Regions from separate parts of the Anas platyrhynchos genome. Here region 1 is linked to region 2. Evidence: chromatin contacts called from public Hi-C data. All regions are on one chromosome and are shown on one strand. The core of a region is the stretch at or near the end of the contact, and the rest is flanking DNA. Distances in the headings are between cores, read along the strand shown.

The links. Hi-C and Micro-C count contacts between places; a contact is called where the count stands out from the background.
Region 1: a contact with region 2 is called in a Hi-C map of skeletal muscle, with 3 times the contacts expected there. The contact joins two enhancer-like sites. A contact is called at or near these places in 2 of 8 Hi-C or Micro-C datasets (skeletal muscle and subcutaneous adipose tissue).

What each region holds. Positions count from the first base shown.
Region 1 is chr5:28,670,327-28,677,543 of IASCAAS_PekinDuck_T2T, reverse strand. It overlaps KCNQ1 (potassium voltage-gated channel subfamily Q member 1), which reads right to left. Exons shown (of 18, transcript XM_072038533.1): 12 at 7,127-7,192; 13 at 4,635-4,755. Among named protein-coding and RNA genes, the nearest start is that of TRPM5, 120 kb to the right of the region's middle. Within about 2 kb of position 4,558, at least 3 of the 8 cell types and tissues checked have an H3K27ac peak or open chromatin away from gene starts, as enhancers often do.
Region 2 is chr5:28,615,226-28,622,334 of IASCAAS_PekinDuck_T2T, reverse strand. The region is part of intron 2 of KCNQ1 (potassium voltage-gated channel subfamily Q member 1); the gene reads right to left. Among named protein-coding and RNA genes, the nearest start is that of TRPM5, 64 kb to the right of the region's middle. Within about 2 kb of position 1,459, at least 4 of the 8 cell types and tissues checked have an H3K27ac peak or open chromatin away from gene starts, as enhancers often do.

The DNA.
Region 1 (7,217 bases), core at 3,309-5,808, 52 kb before region 2:
AAAGTGTCCAAAAGCATTCATTTCAATCATTCTGGAAGATCCATCTATAGCCATTTCCTCTTGATCTAAAACTGATGAAAAAGCACCAAATTTGTTTGCTTAACTATTGCATCTATTGTGCTGCATAACAAAGAAGAGCTGTTCCACCACTGGAACATGTCGTTTACTTCTAACTCAGCACCTAAATGACTCTACCAGGAGTCCTTGGTTGGACTTGGTGATCTCAAAGATATTTTCCAACCTAGATGATTCTGTGATCCTAAAGATAGTATTTCCCTAAAAAATAAATAAATTACTTATTAGGAAACAGAAAGAAATACTAAACATTTATATACCAGAACTGATTAAACCAGCTACTGCGCTGTTGTATCTTAATGGGAAACTATGGAAACGAATCACAGACTTGAATTTATTTTTGATTCAGTAGCATCTCTATAAGGTTCATGGAGAATAGAGAGCTCTTTAAATAGGTAAGAGACCATCTTTAAGTAGGTAAGAAATAATTATATAAAGATACATTGGATTGAGAGTTTTCCTTCTTGTCTTCTGTTCGCTTTTCAGCTCAATTCAACCAATTTTTTCTCCTATTCCTTCCCATTTGCATGTTCAGAAGTTGGACTTATTTCTTTTGACTACCTTCAGCTAATGCCAAATGTAAAATTAAAAAAGGTTCTGAAAATTAAATGGTTATATGAACACAGACATGGAAACAACCTTGTGGTAACTGAGCCTTAACTACTAGTAGCATTGATTTTCCACTGCTTTAAAAGGTAAATAGAACAAAAGACTCAATGAAGTGAAACAGGGAACAGATGACAATAGAGGATCACACTGATTAGAGAGAAAGGAGGCAGTGAGAAGTCCAGAGAAGAGGTGTGGTATTGCTACAATCTAGTTTTATGCGTCACTTTTACAATGGAGGAGACCACAAAGACAATTAAATATATCAGTCAAAAGACAAGTCTTAAACAATACACTGTTTATGGCATTTTTCAAACTGTTACAGTTCATTTTGTAGGTGACATCTGACAGCTAATTAAATTGCACCACCTGAATCTGCATGTTAAGTTTATAAAACTCCTCATGTATGAGGCTAAGTGCAATTAACTCTTCTATCCTCTATGATTCTATTCTGTATTTCTGCATGCACCTGCTGCAAATTTCTTCTTCTATATGTTAATCACTTTCCTACTTGAAAATCAGCTCTCAAAGTGTTTCTGCATTTTTTGCTTCCTCTAAGTAGTAGTGACATGATTAACTGCTACAGCAATTTTTCCACATGAAAGATTTCCCCTTTCTAATTCCACACAAATTGGGCTATAATTGCTACATTATTTATTTCAGAAACACATTTAAAATACAGCAAGGAGTACATCCTGGGGAAAAACAAAGAACAAAAAACACCATAACCCTGCATTTATATTACTAGGCATAAGAATTGTTCCATTAAATCCAATGGGAATATGCACCTACATATAAAAATATAAATAAGGAATATTTTTGGCATAAGCAAGCAGTACACTGAAATTCAATTTAAAGTGAACTTAGGCCTAGCAGCCTAGAAGCCCTTTGTTTTGGCTGAAAGATGGCATTTTCTTTCTATTATGACCCAATGCAAGTGAGGAACAAACTTAGGCTCACTGTTTTTAAGCCACAATGATGCCAAGTGCTTGCCTGTCAGTAATACTGAAGGTACCCCCCACACACTTTTGCTGGAAGATTTACATTACCTCTTAAAAGGAAATATTCTTCACGCTGTCAACCGGAAGTCACTTTCCAGTTGTGTCACCAAATAACTGTGTAATACTTACTTGCGTATTTATGAATTCAAAAAATACATGTTTATTCTGGAGTTACCTTTTCATCGTTTATGGATAAGCTAATTTGTATGTTGCAATAAATACATGATTGACCAGGAGGTAGTTCTACTAATACCAAATCCAAGAATCCTTAGCTGAAGAGCCTTATAGTATGCCTCACCTCCTGAAACAGTCTTCATGCTTATGTTCCTTTGATAAAACATGGATTGCTTTTAAGACTTGAAACTAGAGCTATTTGCACTCAATTTGACTTTCCCCTACTAATTTGTTTTCATAGCTGCTGCTGTATTTTTGTTAAGTACCTGGGAATACTTGCATAACGGCTGTTTATTTCTTTATCAACTAATCTGGAGCAATCATACTGTAAATGTGATAACTGTAAGGAAATAAAATGCTTCACTACTGGGGACATCAGAACAAAATAATTCATCCTGGGTTCTCTCATGCATAGCATAACTTCCATGCCTGAATTAAATACGCAAATTGACGTGGAAACTGAACTGACTAATATTCTTTGTAACAGAAATGGTTAGTAAAGGGGATTTGTGCACAGATACATCTATTGCTCAGTTCTAAACGTGATGCTTATTTCTATTCCCACATTCAGGTCCTACTAATACTTATATAACCAGCTTATAAATGTGTTCCCTAGGACTTTGAAATTAAGAATTAAAAATAAGCCTTTGTTCAAATAATTCATGGAAATCGATGGGTCTTCATCAACCAGCAACGTGTGTGCCTAGTGAAATGCTGCACAGCAGCTTGCTTTACAGCCACCCCAAATGTAGGCAGGCTACACAATCCAACAGTGAAACTCACATAACAATCTTTTAAATTTCAAAATTTTGGGAAAGTCTGTTGCTGAATGCCAAATACACCAACTGACACTGCAAAACAAAGGGTTTTCACTAACTCTTTGCCAAACCCTCATATCTATAGAGCTACCTGGCATTGTTTCAGGCATTTAATCAACTGCATACAAAGTACACGTGCTTCCACGTGAACAGTCCTCAGGCCTTACAACGTTTGGGCACTCATGCTTCAAAGGAACGCATTTCAATTAATATTTTATCCAGTTTTGAATCTAAAACCAAAAGTCTTACAAAATAAACAAAAAAGGCTGTACTTTCTTCTTTCCAATATAGACTTGATTCAAAGCAAATACAGGGATATGTTTTGTACCATCCCACCACTCATGACCTAGAGCAATCTAGGAATGTGAACAAAGATTACAACCCAAAAAATGAAGTAGTAAAAGAGAAATATGCATGTTACTAAAAGACTAGGGTGTTAGTTTGGTAAGATTTTTTCAGTTGATACACAATATTTATATATCCTAGGGTTTCCCACAAATGCCCATACTTAAAAAAAACAAAAACAAAAACAACTCAAATGTTACAAAATCTGACTTAAAAATAATGGAGCACCTTACTTTATGAAACGTATCAATGAAGGTGACAATGAGAAATAACTGAATGCTTCTCAAATCCAAAAATGATAATGTAAACTCCTAGCACCAAGGTTTATTTTTCTTAAAGAAAGCCTGCAATACTGCAGTAAATTAAAATTAAAAAAAAAAAAAAAGCCGTGCAAAGAAACTTCTAGATCTGGTTTTGCTGCTCCGTTGTTCTTGTCTAAGGCTTAAGGAAATTTATGACTTCCTGCTCCTACTTGTACCACGAAGAAATTTTTTTCAGAATAAAAGTCTCCTAAACTCTCTTCTTACAAATGTACATACATGTAGGTGATTCAACTGAAAACGTGCATCCTTCTGCTTGTGGGCAAGGAAGGCTCCCCACATTTTTTTTTTTAAATTTTATTAAAAAAAAAAAAAAAACAACTTTCTATATGGGCTATAAAAAATGTTTGTGATTCTCCGCTATTTATATCACATAGAAAGAAGGCCTGAAAATTGGCAGCCAGCATTTCTGCATGTTTTGTACCTCAGAAAATTAAGTATGCCAAGAATTTTCATCTGTGGTTTCACTTCAGAAATCCGAGGATTTCTAGGAATAGAAGGGGAAGAGACTCTCTCATGCCTCTGCTAGAGGGGTGAATGAGCTTAATCTTTCACACATTGCCATGCACTTGCTATGGAAAATAATAGGAATTTGTCAGTAGTTCAAATTAGCTAATGATAGACATTTTTAAGACATTCAAATAATATCTTTTGCAATTCTCAAGCCACTTTTCCTTGTGAAGCTGTAGTTCAATTCTCCTAAGGATTTGAGGATAATCTCAAAACATGAAGATAACATTTTAACATAAAAGATATGGGAAAAATGTAAAATGAAAAAAAAAATCACAAAATAAAAAAAGGCCTATTACAGATTTTTTTTATATACTACAAAGCAGTAATAAAGACCAAAACAGATCTTTTTTTCCAATGCAGATCATCATATGACCATTTGAGAAGGTGCTGCTGAAATTGAAAGGCTGGTGTTTCATGTAAGTATTTCAAAATTTGCACTTTACAGTTATTCCTCTGGAAAACGGTGGAGGGATTAATATAATTCTCAACAGGCAAGTACTCCCACACGTTGTCTCCATGTGAAAATCCTGAGGCTATCAACCACCAGCTGCCCACAGACATTAGCTCAAAACTAAAGCTGTGTGTCACAGCCAAATGAACTTTTCTTTAGGTCAACACAAAGATTTACTGGCACTCAGAACAGTATACACCAACTTCAAGGTAAAAGAGTTTGACGCAAATATCTGAGATAGCCCTATCAGCTCCATATTTCAGCTCCTCCCACCTGGATTGGCTGCTCTTGTCTAAGTCAACTAATGCACAATTCAATAGCCTTGACTTACTGTGAGATGTGAGTTATTGGGGTCAACAGAGTTTCACCCTCCAGGTCAAGCTCATCGGCGAAGCTGTTGGTCCTGATGAAGGGTCCTGTGTTCACATCTAAAAACGTCGGGCTTTTTTTCACTGTGAGGAAATATGCAGATAACAGTTAAAGCAATAACATTTGGCTTTTTCAAGGAGGATCTACTGCTTGTTTGGATCTCTAAAATATTGTACATTTTAGAAGAATATTGAAAAGAGAAGTTAGTACAAAAAATGGGCATATAGCTCAGAGCTCATGAAAAGTTAAACTATTTTTTTTTGAAGCATTTCAGATTCTTATGACTTCAAGATTTTTTCTCCCCTTTTTTGTTGTTCATATTCCTCAAAGACTAGAATTCAGAGTATCTATATTACAGGCAACTTCATGCCTTATAAAAGTTATTGTACAGTAACTTTTTTAAAATCAGCCATGTGCTTTGATGACAAGATCGGTTTATTTTTTCTCATCTCTATTTCATGTTTTAGTTTATATTATCAGCTTCTGGGCTGTAATTACTATGACTAGAATCAAGAAAATAGGCCTAGATCCCCCAAGGAGCCTAGGCATTTTCATGGTGAGGTGTCTACAGGTTCCCAATCCCTCTGACAATTCAGCACGGGATACCTCAACTGTCAACCCAGATATGAGCTAGGTGTTGAAATGTCCATTTCATCCAGGAGGATGCCCTAAGTGGGAGGGCCACTTTGCAAAGTGTCAGATATTGTAAGTTTTTAGTTACTTTTACACCAACACTTTCATGCATCCAAGAAATTAGGCAGAGTGGTATACATTTCATTTTTAATTTCAGGCTCCTAAATTCTGCCAGACTAACATTTAGAATGCTAAGTGCTCTTTTGAGTGTGGTCCTGACATTTGTCAGAGAAGCCACAAAATTTCTGTATATATAAAACCACTATTGTATTTATACTTGACTATAAAAAAAAAAAAGTGCAGAGAGAATAAAAACAACAGTAAGCAAAATTCTGTAGAAATTCCTTAACATGCAACCATCTGGGCAACCTGCTCTAGAGAACCTGCTTTTGCAGGGGGGTTGGACCCGATGATCTCTTGAGGTCCCTTCCAACCCCTACAATTCCGTGATTCCGTGATTTCACTCCAGTAAGTAGTTCTCCTCACATGTAACAAGAAATCAAGATTGTACCTCAACCCACTAGCTCTCTGGGAGCACTGAAATGAAAAGCTGCTTAATAAAAGGCAAACATATTCTCTCCCTCGCTCTTTTTGTTTTAAAATTTTCTAAGATGATCATAACCAAGATCACTGTCTGTTCTGGTAACCAGAGCAGCCCTCTACTCTTTACTCTCTCATTCTTAAATGCTGCTTCAGTATAAAGGAGCGACCACATCAAAACACTTCCATTCAACCTGCTTGCACAGGGTGAGGAGGGGCCTAGGGAAGCAAATGACATTAGTGAGGGGCTCCCTTCCACAGAGTGCCTCAAAGCAAAGCACCAAGGAACACACACTGCCTCAGCTACCCCAAGTAAAAACATTGCTGAGAACTTGCAAAAACAGTGAAGCAGAGGAGAAGAAACTAAAGCTTACCGTAATCCCTGCCAGTCTGGTACAAAGATCAGCTATTAGCTCTAATATTGACCAACAACTTCCTAACCATCTAATATAGATAACATAAAAATTCATAGCCATTGGAGACCTGAGGACTGTTTCTAACAAAGCATTTAAAAAAAAAAAATATGTTAAAAGGGCTTAAAAAACAAACAAACAAAAAAAAACTTTATAAATTTGTTTTCAATGGATAATAACGACTGAAAAGAAGCAAAACAGATAGAGCAAGGGATATTTACCATAATTTAGGAATCCCCAAGACTTTATTTTCTGTATATTTGATAGCTAGCAGTAGCAGCTATGGTAGCAGGTATGAATATCCATCTGATAATGCTGGGCACTACTTTGAAATGGCAGAGAATACACTCCCCCTAACATTAGAACCCCTGTTCTAAAAAAGAAACACTGATTTTTTTTATTTTTATTTTTTTTATCATTTATTATAACCGCAATAATAAGAAATCAGTGATGAGTTTTTTGTATTACCAACACAACAATTTTGGATACAATATGAAATGTATAGAGGTGCTTTTCCAGTAGTGGAGTATTTAGCTAACAATACAAAGTACTTTACACTTCCCCTTTTGCAAGGACAGTCAAAAATTTAAAACACTTTACAGCATTTTTCATGGAAAACCTGAATTTTAATTAATGCACTTAGAAAAATAACCCTGTTCTGCAGATTTTTTTTTTTATCATTATTAAACATTTGCAGTTTACAACCTGAAAAACTTTCCAAATTCAAAATTCTACTGAGATGCCTAATGCTTTCTTTAAAAACCAGCACTATAATTTTCTGTGTCACGACAGGCAATTCCAGACAGAGCATTGGAAGGATTTAGTAATTAACAAAGGTGACGGAGCAATGAAATATTATCAGCTTTACCTGGAGAAGAAGGAGCGCTGGAAGATTGCTGGTCTGTGGAAAAGGATGGCCAGGAACGCTGACAATCTGAGTCATAGTAAAGATACATATA
Region 2 (7,109 bases), core at 210-2,709:
GTTTTCAGCCTTATATCCAAGACTAAGAGTAAAGAAGAAAACCAGTAGCATTTTTAAAGAATGTCCCACACCAGTTTAATTTTCATTTTTTGTTTTAAAAAGTACACAATACTTATGGTTCTGAAGCCTCTTGGGATAGAGGCCGGGATTAGTATTTATATAAAAGTGATTAAAAGACATTTTAATTCAAAAAAGCTGACATGCTTCATTAGCAGCCTTTTCCATGCTGACTTTGTTCCAACTTTTAATCAACAATATCTACATGCAGCTCTGGACCCAACAAATGTTTCTGCATTGGCCTGGAGCCACAGAATGCTGTAGGTTGTGGGCAGCCCAGCTCAAGGAAGCCAGAGAACAAAAGGATGTTCCCTGCCACCATGGCAGAGGCACACTAGAGCGGTCTCTGTCTTGCTGTAGATGGCAGGCAAGGGTCACAATGTAAGTAGAAAGTCAAAGCAAGGCACGTGCAACTCTGAAAGAAGAGAAGCTCCCAAAGTTTTGACTTCGGCTTTTTGCATGTTTGAATTCCCCATGTTTCGTGAACTGCTTCAGTTGGTAATGATTTAAGTCCAGGTAGGAGAAGGAATGACAGAAAATGTAATTCCATGATGAGTGACAGCTGCAATTCACTCAGGAATTGCAATGTTCAAGAAGTCACTGTTTCAATAGGTGACAGAACAGAAATGTCAAGAAATATCTGATCATGTACTTCTTTCCTAAACCAAGACACCTCACAGTTCTTCTGCTGCATCTCGCACCTTTGCACAGAGCTTTTGCTGATTCCCCATCATTTTGCTCCAGCTCTCTAAAGCAATTAGTTTTTGTAAGGGAAAAGGTCTAGCTCAATGTCTCTGTTCAGCATTAAGAAAAAACCCACCTCCTTTAAATGTTAAGAAAAGTATACCTATGAGCAAGTTTGTCAATGAGCCCAAAATACAATACCTTACCCTATGCGTTACAAACACTATTCTCATCATTCCAAATGAATGCTAGTTTCAGATACAAAATCAGAATAGATTAGCAATTTAGATATGGATCAAAGAGTTGTAAGATATCTATGAAGATAAGATTTGGTTTTAGAAAGAGAAACATCTCTCCACATAATCTATGAAACAAATGAACTGTCTGGAACAGTCCCATGTGTCTGAACACTTAGGAACTGGAGTGCAGTCGCTCTCCAAGAAAAGGAATCAGCCCTTGAAACAGCTCTCCTAATGTACTACTTGAAAACAATTTTCCAGCACTTTAACATGGAGTTTCCTAGTTTTACAAATACCACTACCAAAACAAGAAAACGGGTCTTTGCTTACAAACTGTTACTCATTTTGATTACAGCCACAAACCTTGTTCTGCTTTCAGGGCCTGTAAGACCCTAGATCTATTCTCCATACCTTACCACAATATCACAAATGCACTTACAAGCATGTATCAGTAGAGAGTTTGACCCTGGCTTCAGCACAGACAGTATACTGCCCTAATTTTCTTGTATTTTTTCCTTGAGGATGAGATAGCACTTCTGGCTTGGAGCCTGGTGTATGGAAAGAATTTTTTCTTTACATCCCTTTTAATTCTGCTTTAGAAAAGCATACGGCTTACCAGTTAAATATTTAAATGTTTTACTAATGAGCTGTATCAAAACATTCAAAAGTTTTTAAGTATGAAAAGACACCTCGTAATATCTGAAAATTGCAGTAGGATCCAAGTAGCTTTTAATTTGTGTGTGCTAGGAATTTATAAGGCAAGTTGTCATCTCAGGACTAGTCTACACACATATTCAACACTGGTATTCTTGTACAAATGCATGTTCTTTTCAGCTTCTTTTGCCTTTATCAAAATAGCTGTAATAATACCAACCCAAATGTTCTTGTTATTGTATTAATAATAATGATGACATAATAGTACAATTATACCCCATGGGACTAGGCTATATTGACGCATGCAACCACGTGCTCTTAATCACTTAAAAGGCAGTAACAGAGATTGAAGATATTACCACACCCAGCTCCTCATTAGCGCACCTCTCATCTTGGAGATTGCCACCCACAAAGCTGAACCAGTTGTGGAAGTGCTCACTTGCCTTCTTCAATGTGACTAAATTGGTTTTAACCAGCTTTGGTGTTAAACAAAACTTTCTGGGTCAACTATACACTGCAGCACGATGAACACGAAAGAAGTACAATCCATTTCTAGGCAGAGCAAAACCCCACAGTGGGGCAGCAGTGAAGAGCTAGCAGATGACTTCTTAAGTTCTTCCAAAGAGACACACTTCTGAAACCCTACCTACAGCCCTGTCTGTTCTAGCTGAGTTGGAACAAAACAGCTTTTGTTTGTAGACACAGCTGAGCTGCCAATTCAAGTTCAATAACTGGCTCTAGATTACAGTAGACGTGCCTAAACCTATAGGATAAAATTAATTTCAATCAAGTCTGTCACAATCAGCTGTCATGCTGATATCCTGCTACAAAACAGATGCAAAGCAGACATAAAACGCTACTTAACTATTTAGTCAAATCAATAAAAGAAAGGCACTAACAGACCTAAGTATGTGAAAACAGGGCCAAAATCTCAGCTGTCATATTAAAGAAGCTTTCGTAGTGACAGGTCCTAAACTAAGAAATGAGACAAGAAATTTAAAATGTCTTTTCTTCAGTGTTATGACTGCTGAGGCCCATCACAGAACCTGAACACTGGGAGCAGGCCCAAACTGGGACTCTGGTAAGTTTATTCTTTCTCTGCTTCAGTGCTTGGCTGTGCAAGAAGCTATTCATACTTCCTTCCGCTCACCTTTTCACCACTTTGTCTGTTTAGACTGCAAGGTCCATAAGGGTAGAAACTATCTTTTAGAGCGTGTGGGCGCTCTACTAGGTACTATACTTCATCCTACAGGCAGGGCCCTTTGAACGGACTGTAATGTAAACAACAATAATATCTTTTCTCAGAAGGACAGCACACAAGTCTGCTTGCAAATTTTGTCGCAGATAAAGTTTCCATCACGCTTTTAACTATCAAAAGCTAAGAAATCTTACACTGTAGTTCCACAAACACTTTAAGCCAGCACTGCTGCCAAAAGAAGCAAACTCATCAGGCCAAAAAAAAGGTTAGTTAGAACCCATACGGTCCTCCAAGGCAGCTTACAACATAGCTGCACAAATGCTTGTGTTGGCACAAGGAACGGAGCAGCAGAACCATTTCTTTGGGTGGCAAGTGCCAGCTTATGCAGGCTGAAACCCACTCTTGAATGTGCAGCCTGAATTCTCCAATGGTTTAATCTCACAGAGCCAAGCTATGGTGGAAAAACTACAGGTCACCAATTTTACTTGTAGACCTACTAACGCTCACCTCCCAAGAATGCTGCAAGGTTAAGTATGTTCATGTTTGTAAGGCATTACAGAAGTAAGATTGGTAAATATTTAATTTTCTCTCCTCCATTTTCCCTTGCCACTAAATATAACTCATTCTGAGCTTCATATACTAAATCAATGGCTTGGAACGGCTCCTAGAAGGTAGGTGTCAAACTCCTTGCCTGCAGGCCAGGTGGAGGCCACTCACCATACACATTGAATTATGATTTAAAACTGATCTGCAACATTACAACTGAAACAGCCTCCTTAATATGCTGTACCTGCTCTGCTGCAGGGAGCCATGGAATAGTCAGATTACCTCTAGAGCAGATGTCTTTTCTCAGCTTTACATGGGAAATAGCTGCAGAGGGATAAATGACAAGTAAATCAATTTATTTTGCAGGCATTCCAGGTGTAAACATATCCCGTCAAGCTGACAGAAACAACAATAAGTTTGTGAAAGGCACCTCAATAAGGATGTTAAAAGGATGTTGGAGGGGAAAGAAGTTAAACATGAATATATATGTGGAAAACATATGTGGAAACAAGGAATTAAACTAAAAGAAAAACACATAAGCAAAGGGCTGGAGCTCTTTTTCACTCCCCTTCCTGAGTTTCCTAGCTCAGAGCTACATTAAGAGATCATTTGTACTATTTCAGTGCTGCTGTATCTCTTACAAAAGGTGCTGCTGACATTTGCTACTCGAATGGTTAGTGCTGGGACCACAACTAAAAGAAACCACCAGAGCTACTGTGTATCCACAGCTGCCTCTAGCTTTTAGAACCAGTAACTTTTCTCAGTTAAATACTAATTAGGCCCACCTGAAAACTCAAATGCCACATGGATCCATGGACAGCTGCTAGACATTCTCTGTCTACTTCAGCACACATCAGACAGCCCCAATGTCATTAACATAAGGGAAACCATCAAAGTGAGGAAGTACATAGCTTGCTGTCACAGACTGGGTGTGAGAAAAGGCATTTTGTTTATTTTGTGAGTTCTTTGAAGTCCTGCTGTTTCCAAGAGCTAATAACAATTCCTGGCTTCCCATCACCTTGAAAACATGTTGATATTTGATGGGTTAGGTGGAAATACCTGATGCTAGCAATACACCAAGGTAGAGGTCCCTGAAATGAACATTTGGCATTGCTGGGCAGTGCAGAAGCTCTAGGACATCTGTCCTGGTGTTGGGTGCCTAGAAACTCTGCGCAAGACAAGCCTTGTAGAGCTGATGCTTCAGTCTGCATGATTTATTTATTTATTTTTTTACTATCAAAATGAAAGTAAATTAGATAAAAATAAATTTAAAACATTAAATGTGTGATAAACACCGCCTGCAGTTCCATAAATCAAACTCTTGTGCTTCCTAGGTTATCCTTAAATACAAGCAGATACTATTCGTGAAACCTTTCCTAATACGCCCTGATCCCATTAATATTTATGCACACAGGAAGCTCCGCTGAAGTCATTATGACTACTCATATACACAGAGTTAAACATACTGCATAATTGCAAGTCTTGAGCCATAAAAACTTCACTTATAAATGTAGGACCTAATTTGGTTGCCTATATCCATATACTTTAAAAAAACACAACAGCATAGAGTCCTGACCTTTTTTTTTTCCCCTCCTAAAAGCATGGAATAAACTCTCAGGTGGGTGGAGCTGCCAGATGCTCTACTCAATATGAATGCAATCCAGCCAGATATATTTTTCCTAGTTGTTGCTAAAAATAGAAGTATGTTTTGATGTTTTTCTAAGTATAGCTATATGAAGAAAAAATACAGAGATTCCTGTACCTTCGTGTTCCTTTTCTGTAGACAGAGTCATGTATTTGCCACTTCTTTCATGGCTGAGGCAAGTTTCTAATAGAACATCCATTTTGCCTTCTCCTTCCAGTACCAGTCAGTGGTCAACACAAGGATGTGCCTTCCTACTAAACTCACAAGTTGAGAACAAAGTTTTTAGAAAAGGAACTCACATAAGCTTGCTTTAGCAGCAGCTAAGAAAAAGAAAGTTATGAGGTAGTCCTGTTGCTTTTGCTTTTTTGAGCCAGTTAATTGAAACCACGTAATCCAACACTGCAAAATAAAATTCTTAATCCATTCCATTTGTTTAAGTTGTTTTCTCTCTTCCAGCTCTGGGAATCTCCTTTCTCACAAGACATTGGTACACACTGTTGTTCTGCACTACAGTTACACCACACCTGCAGAGTTTGTTCCAGTTTTGCCTACTGAGGACCACTTAAAGCAATTCAAGAGCCACCAGCCAGGGACAGCTGGCAAACTCAAACCTGCCTCAGTAGTCTATCATATGTAATCAATTGCTAATAGAACTTCAGACTCATCCCATTATTCACTAGCTAATTCCCCCAGGGAAAACAAGGCAGCAAGCTTTGACTTTGAATCACGAAGCTAGTTTTGCCTCTCTCCCTCCCTCCCAGCTTTCCCCTCCCTCTGCATCAGTTCACTGCACTGTTTCAGCTTTTCAGCTTGATATCCGTTATGTTATGTCAGCTGTTACATTACGCTTAAAACAATAGACTCCAGCTGGCTGAGGTCAGATGTGAAAACAAGGACCTAACAAAGCCATAGACCCTCCAGTTATACTGAAATTGAGATACACACTGAATGTAGCACTTAATGACAAACTACTTTCCAGACATTTGGGCAAGGCATAAAGGAAACACCTGTCACTGCAAACATTACACACTAATCCAGATAAATCCTAAATTTAAAAATCTTTCTTTTCACTGCTTGGCTCTACTATGCACCAGTATTTCATAGTTCTATTTTTTTCCCCAAGATGGAATTTGCATTCATCTGTTTGTTTACTAAACTATTAAGTAGCAAAAAACATGTATAAATTTGAGCAAAAAGTTTGTGTTTCTTCTAGAGTTACCAAGCAAACGTTCTGAGCTTGACGTGGATTTACACCCCAGAAAAGCTTCAACAAACTTTAACCCTGAAGTAGAAAGCTTGACAAAAGCAAGCAAAATTTAAAAGTTAATAAAACATGCATTTTTATTATTTTTTTTTTAGTGATTCTTAGACACTCATGCCTTTGAACAGATTTTATTGGAGTGTAGTTGTACTAAAAAATAAAGAAAACCTGGCCATACTACTTGTGAGAATAAACTCAAGCTCTTGAGGAACAGGTGAACTCTGGAACATGCATGTCCCTATCTTTCAACATACCACACACAATATAAAAGCAGTATTTTTTGAAGACTCTCAGGCTACTGCAATTTGTGTATGAAAAGCTAAGGAGGGTTACTCAGAGCAAAAGGATTATTTGGCACTGTGTTCATTTCAGATATTGGCCAATACCCTCATGCTGCCAGCAAGGGATATCACCATGTCGGATCATGTAGGCCACCAGGTAGCCAGCAGACAGCACCAATCCATCACCACTGGTTTATGCTGGCCTGCAATCTGTCACTAGCTCCCCAGCAAGCTTGAAGAAGGTCACACTTACCAGAGCCTGTGTTCAGAGACTGAGACCCAGTTAATGCTTGGTGCTTTGTAGTCACGTTATCCCAAAGTGTTAGGCAGAGAAATGTCAAATTTTGATTCCTTTGCTTACAGTGACTTAGTTGCAGGCTTTATTTTAAATGACTGTGTTCAGACACAGCACCAGCAAACTCCAGGTGCAGAAGGCCAAGAAAAGGTTTCTTGCTTGTTTGTTTTACATAGTTCTTACAACAGGCAGAAATGGAAGTAACCAATTCTCTGCATCCAAACCTATCTTTATCAAATCCAAGCCCCA